Regions from separate parts of the Pan troglodytes genome. Here region 1 is linked to region 2. Evidence: chromatin contacts called from public HiChIP or PLAC-seq data. All regions are on one chromosome and are shown on one strand. Each heading gives the region's core, a stretch centred on a gene start, on an enhancer-like site or on the middle of the called end of the contact. The rest is flanking DNA. Distances are from core to core; before and after follow the strand shown.

The links. HiChIP or PLAC-seq counts read pairs in DNA pulled down with a chosen protein or histone mark.
Region 1: a contact with region 2 is called in an H3K4me3 HiChIP or PLAC-seq map of stem cell-derived excitatory neurons, with 4 times the contacts expected there. The contact joins the promoter of ATL1 here to the promoter of NEMF in region 2. A contact is called at or near these places in 1 of 7 Hi-C or Micro-C datasets (stem cell-derived neural progenitor cells) and 1 of 1 datasets of contacts at active chromatin or transcription factors (stem cell-derived excitatory neurons).

What each region holds. Positions count from the first base shown.
Region 1 is chr15:48,547,194-48,549,893 of NHGRI_mPanTro3-v2.0_pri, reverse strand. ATL1 (atlastin GTPase 1) reads right to left here and starts at 1,372. Exons shown (of 14, transcript XM_522849.8): 1 at 987-1,372. It overlaps MAP4K5 (mitogen-activated protein kinase kinase kinase kinase 5), which reads left to right and starts at 1,783. Exons shown (of 31, transcript XM_063793369.1): 1 at 1,783-1,920. The coding sequence starts at 1,813.
Region 2 is chr15:47,869,049-47,871,846 of NHGRI_mPanTro3-v2.0_pri, reverse strand. NEMF (nuclear export mediator factor) reads left to right here and starts at 1,410. Exons shown (of 32, transcript XM_054666511.2): 1 at 1,410-2,121. The coding sequence starts at 2,063.

The DNA.
Region 1 (2,700 bases), core at 123-2,622, 680 kb before region 2:
TGTTAAGGTGCGAATTTAATTTCTACATTATACAATTATCAACAATAAAGAGTATTGTCAATTACTCCTTATTATACATTATACAATTATCAACAATAAGGAGTATTTTAATTCTCAAGAACAGAATTAAAAATTGGGTGTTCAAAGCCACATGCCAACATCTCCAACTTGCTCTTTTATGATGTTTCAGTCACTAAATGCAGTGGCTGAGTGTTATCTGGCTTTTCTGTTCAAATTCTCTATGAGGCTCTAGAAATAACTTAGCCAGTATAATGTAACACTGGCAACTTAATTTCTACCTTCAGAGCAAGACTGGAACTGAAACTGCAAAACAGCTTGTGAAATATCAGCCAAATTACTTCCCCGAACTCCTGTTCCATATATGCTGTGCATTGTTAAGTATTTTAAGACCTCTTATATTCGATAACCCCCTTTACAATCCTGTAAAACGCTTTATAAACACTTTCCTGGGTGTCAGATGCAAAATCTTACCCTCTTTAAGCTGCAGATAAGGACACCGAGATGTTGCCAAATATGCTGTTTTGTCCCAGAGCACATACTGAGGAAGTGGTAGAACCAGAACCAGTCTGTGACCCCTTTGTTTTACTTTTGCGGAACTCCTGATCTCATTAAAGGTGCAATACCAGCGATGAGACACTGCATGTGCCCAACAGGGACAAAGGTCATTGAGCAGTCCTAGGAATTCAGACTTTCAGAAATGTCTCAGAAGAACTAAGTAGAAGGCAGGTTGTGCAGGTGTGCAGTGCAGCCTCAAACTGGTACCACCGGGAATGGTTTGCAAAACAGGAAGGTGCAGTAGGGTGTGCCGGGACTTAGTTAACCTGGCACTCCCCCACCTCCTTCCCCGGCGCCCCGCTGCCAGGTTACTTCTGGCCCGGTGCCCTTAACGTACCCTTTCCGTGTTTAACTTGGAGGGCTACGTTCCCATCGCCCTTCTTCCTCTACCCGTCACCCTACAGGCCTACCTGACAAATGTGGGGACGGTTTAGCCAAGGCCCGTTGGCCCACGAATGCCCAGGGGTGTGCCTTATTTCTGAGAGTGGGAGGGAGACAGCCCAGGCCCTGCAAGGACGCGCCCGGCTAGGGGGGCGCGGTGGCGCGGTCGGGAGGGTGTTGTGTTCTCAGCAGGCCTCAGGGCGGCACTCTGGTTCTGCGGCCGGAGTGCTCGGGCGGGCCGCTGGGCGCCGACCCATGCTGGCTGGGAACGTGTCTCCCGGTGACGCAGCCCCGGGTGGGGAACGTGGTGCGGCGGCGGCGGCGGCGGCGGCGACTGTACGCGCCTCCGCCGCCCCCGAGAGGACGCGCCGTGCAGCGGCTGAGTGGCGGCGGCGGCGACGGCAAACCCGGAGCTGCCGGCCGGCGCGGGGGAGGAGGACGCGGGTGCGGTCTAGGAAGTAGGTCCCGGGCTCCGCGCTCAACAAAGACGGGGCCGCCCCCATTAGGTACCGAGCCGGCCCTGGGCCCCGGCTGGCGGGGAGGCCTCGTCGGGCAGTTCGCGGGCGGCCGGGGAGGGGGAAGGGCCGCAGACCGAACGGGGATACGGGGCGCCGGGGGCCCTTCCAGGCCCCTTTCTCTTCCACGGCCCCTGGCGGGACGGAAGGGAAGGGGCCGGGCCGCGAGGGCGCGGCCGCTGGGGGTCGTAGCCTGCGACGCCAACCAGCCTTTGCTCGTCCCTCGTGCAGACGGAGCTGCGGGCGGAGGCTCCATGTTGGGAAGCGGCGCCGTTCGTGCTTGTTAGCGGGAATCCGGGAGCCGCGGGGTGAGCTGGCGGGGGCCGGGCCCTAAGTGAAGATGGAGGCCCCGCTGCGGCCTGCCGCGGACATCCTGAGGCGGAACCCGCAGCAGGACTACGAGCTCGTCCAGAGGGTCGGCAGCGGCACCTACGGGGACGTCTATAAGGTAAGTGAGGCTGGCCGTGCTTTTTTCCTGCGGTCGACTGCGTCCCGGGAATGGGGCCACTTTCCTGCGAAGTATTGGGGCGAGAGGAGGATGCTTTTACTGTTGCCTCTTGGGGAGAAAGCGGCCGGGGTCCCTTTTACTCGGTTCTGAGCACCCTCGACTCATAGCTTGTTCTAATCGCTACCAACAGGCAGAACTAACCACACAGTTGCAAACCGCTGTTGCACTTTTTTTGTGGTTTAAAGGCTTTTTAATAGGGCTTATTTATGGTATTGAAGGGAATTTGAATCTGCCTGTGGAATTACACCGAAGGATGCTCTAGTGTTAGCGTGGAAAAATGCTTCATGGAAGATAGACAGGAAAGAATATTGACATTCAGACATTTGCATTTTTTAAAAAAAAATTGTTTCAATGGATGAGTTTGACTAAAAAAGCCATATGAAACTCTGTCTCTGAGCTTTAACTGTAAGCAAACTAATATTGGTGACATGTATGCAAGCATTATCCCATATAAAAAGATGCTTTTCCTGGTGGAAGTTTGATCGTTTGTTTTTGGTTGGCGATAAAAATGTGATATTAACTTGCTGGGTTTTGTTTTACTTTAGCGGTTCCTTTCAGGGATTTATAACATCCTATAACCAAGAGTGGATATGAGCTGCTGTCTTTGTATTGTGCTGTTTTGTATTACTTAAGACAAACGATGAGAGTAAGTTACACCTAATTTAGGATTTTAAAAAACATTGTAGAGAAGCAAACCCAATTCCCCAAATCCGCTGAGTT
Region 2 (2,798 bases), core at 161-2,660:
GTGTTCTCATCATTCAGCTCCCATTTATAAGTGAGAACATACGGTATTTGGTTTTCTGTTCCCATGCAAATTTCAAGCATACAGTACATTACTATGAACTATAATCAGCATGTTGTACATTAAGTCTCCAGAACTTATTCCACGTATAACCGAAAGTTTGTGCATTTTGACCAGTATCTTCCCATTTCCCCCACATCCCAAGTCCTGGAAACCACATTTCTGCTGTCTGTTTCTATGAGAAACTTCTAGATTCCACGTATAAGTGAGATCATGCAGTATTTGTCTTTTTATGTCTGGCTTATTTCACTTAGCATAATGTCCTCCAGGTTCATCCATGTTGTTAAATCCATGCCAGTTGCAAACAGCAAGATTTATTTCTTTTTTGAAAGCTGATTAATATTCCACTGTATGTATGTGTGTGTGTGTGTGTACATATATATTTGCACTCATTATCCGTTCATTCGTTGATGAAAAGTAGATTATCCCTATATCTCGGCTATTGTGAATAATGCTGCAATGAACATGAACATATATCTTCAGGATAGTGATTTTGTTGCTAGATCACATGGTAATTCTATTCTTAATTTTGTGAGGAGCCTTTATACTGTTTTGCACAATGGCTCTACTAATTTACATTCCCATCAACAGCATACAAAAGTTCCCTGTTCTCCACATTCTCGCCAATGCTTTCATATTTTGGGCCATTCTGTATGGTTTACTGTACCGTATGACAGTAATGCTGTGCAGTATGTGCTATAGCCATTTTTGCATCTACTGGTACCAGTTCTGAAATAGCAGCGGCGCCCTTTCTGTTTAGAGTCGCCTTCTGGTGGTAGGAATTCTGGTTGCTACCATGTGTAGCCTGCAAGCCTCTAGCAGCTCTTTTGCAGCGACGCCGAGCGCCGGGCGCGGTGGCGCGTGCCTGTAGTCCCAGCTACTCGGGAGGCTGAGGCTGGAGGATCCCTTGAGTTCAGGAGTTCTGGGCTGTAGTGCGCTATGCCGATCGGGTGTCCGCACTGAGTTCGGCATCAATATGGTGACCTCCCGGGAGCGGGGGACCACCAGGTTGCCTAAGGAGGGGTGAACCGGCCCAGGTCGGAAACGGAGCAGGTCAAAACTCCCGTGCTGATCAGTAGTGGGATCGCGCCTGTGAATAGCCACTGCACTCCAGCCTGGGCAACATAGTGAGACCCTGCCTCTTTTGAGTTCTCACCTTATAAAGTAGCCTTTCTTCCCATGCATCTATCCTAAGACAAAAGAAATGCAGAATTTACATTCTTACAGGACTATTTTCCTCACTACACTGTGAATCCCCCCTCCCACCCCACCCCCATTGGGAATCTTCTTGTTTTTATTTTTATCTTATTTCACCATTATCTAGCTAAACACTTGCACATTCATGCTGCCAGGTGTTTATGGAGCACCGATTGTACACCAGGTACTGCGGTGAGTCTCAGGGGTACCAAGACCGAGGTTCGATGAGAATCCTGTAATCAACTGCAGAATGCTCCTTCGGAGAACAGGACCCATCAAAATAGGAACTCCGTTTTGAGAGTTCGCCTCGATCGTTGAGGATAATCTTAGAAGGACCGAAGCAGTTCCGTTTCGTTACATTTCAAAATCTTATGTCAAAGTAAGCACGCAGAAAGGGGTCCTTGCTCTTCTACACTGAGCCCTACGGCCCCCCTGTGGGGAAATACTCCTGATAATCATCTCGAAAATTGTTTCGACCAGCAGGGGTCACTATGAAGGCTGACTTGAGCCCAAAACACAATGGGGCACGGTAACCAGACTGGTCCGTAAGGGTTCCAGGAAGGAATGCAGCTTCAAGAGAACAGTTTGAATCTTTATTCGAATTTGAATTTTGGTACAATGAAGAGAGTCAGCTGCAACTTGACAATCGAAATCCTCAGAAAAGCGACACAAATACGTTCGCCTCGAGGAATATTGGGTCTTCTGCGCGGCCGTAGAGCTCCGCCAAGTGCGCCTGCGCGGAAGAGAAGTGGCGTCGAGTCCGGCCGGGCAGTAGAGGAAATTGCGGTAGTGACCCTCGGGCCTCGCCATGAAGAGCCGCTTTAGCACCATTGACCTCCGCGCCGTACTCGCGGAGCTGAATGCTAGGTACAGTACCCTAAGTGACGAGGCTTGTGTGGGGAGTGCAGGAGGCAGAGGCCGGAGTCCCATGGCGCAAACAGACCAGCTTGATGTGTTTCCTTATTTCCTAGTGCGTCTATGGACCTGCCTAGGCCTGAGTGGACAGGCGTGTGGTGTCTTTCCCGTGACCCTTAGGATACCCCTGGGTGTCCCAGGCACCTCGTGCCCCATCCCCCGCGTCCTCCCAGCTCTCTGGCTTGCCCCGCTAGCGCGAAGCTCTTGCATTGTTGGCCTGGGTTGTCCGGGTCGGGCAGGAAACGTTTGTTAAAACACGAGACGCCAGAGTGGTCGTTTGCTTCAGAGGTTTCCAGACGGGGGCTTGGTTTCTTGAACACCTCCCTCCCCTCACCCCAGAGAGAGAGAGAGCATCGCGGTTTTAGCTGGATTGAGCAGATTTGGACTGAGATCTGGATTCTAGTCTGGATTCTATTATTCAGCCCTGTGAGCTTTGTCATATTTTCGGGGCCCTCTTTTATCTTTTTTTTTTTCTCCTTTGTAATAAATTAATTGGATTATATTTTACTGTATTTCTCCCCCAAAATTGGGTCATTTGGAAGACGCAAGTTATAGTGTGTTGTTCCTAGAGCTGATAGACCACTTCTGTTTTTAAATCGTTACTCTTAAGTTTTGAACTGAATCTCCAA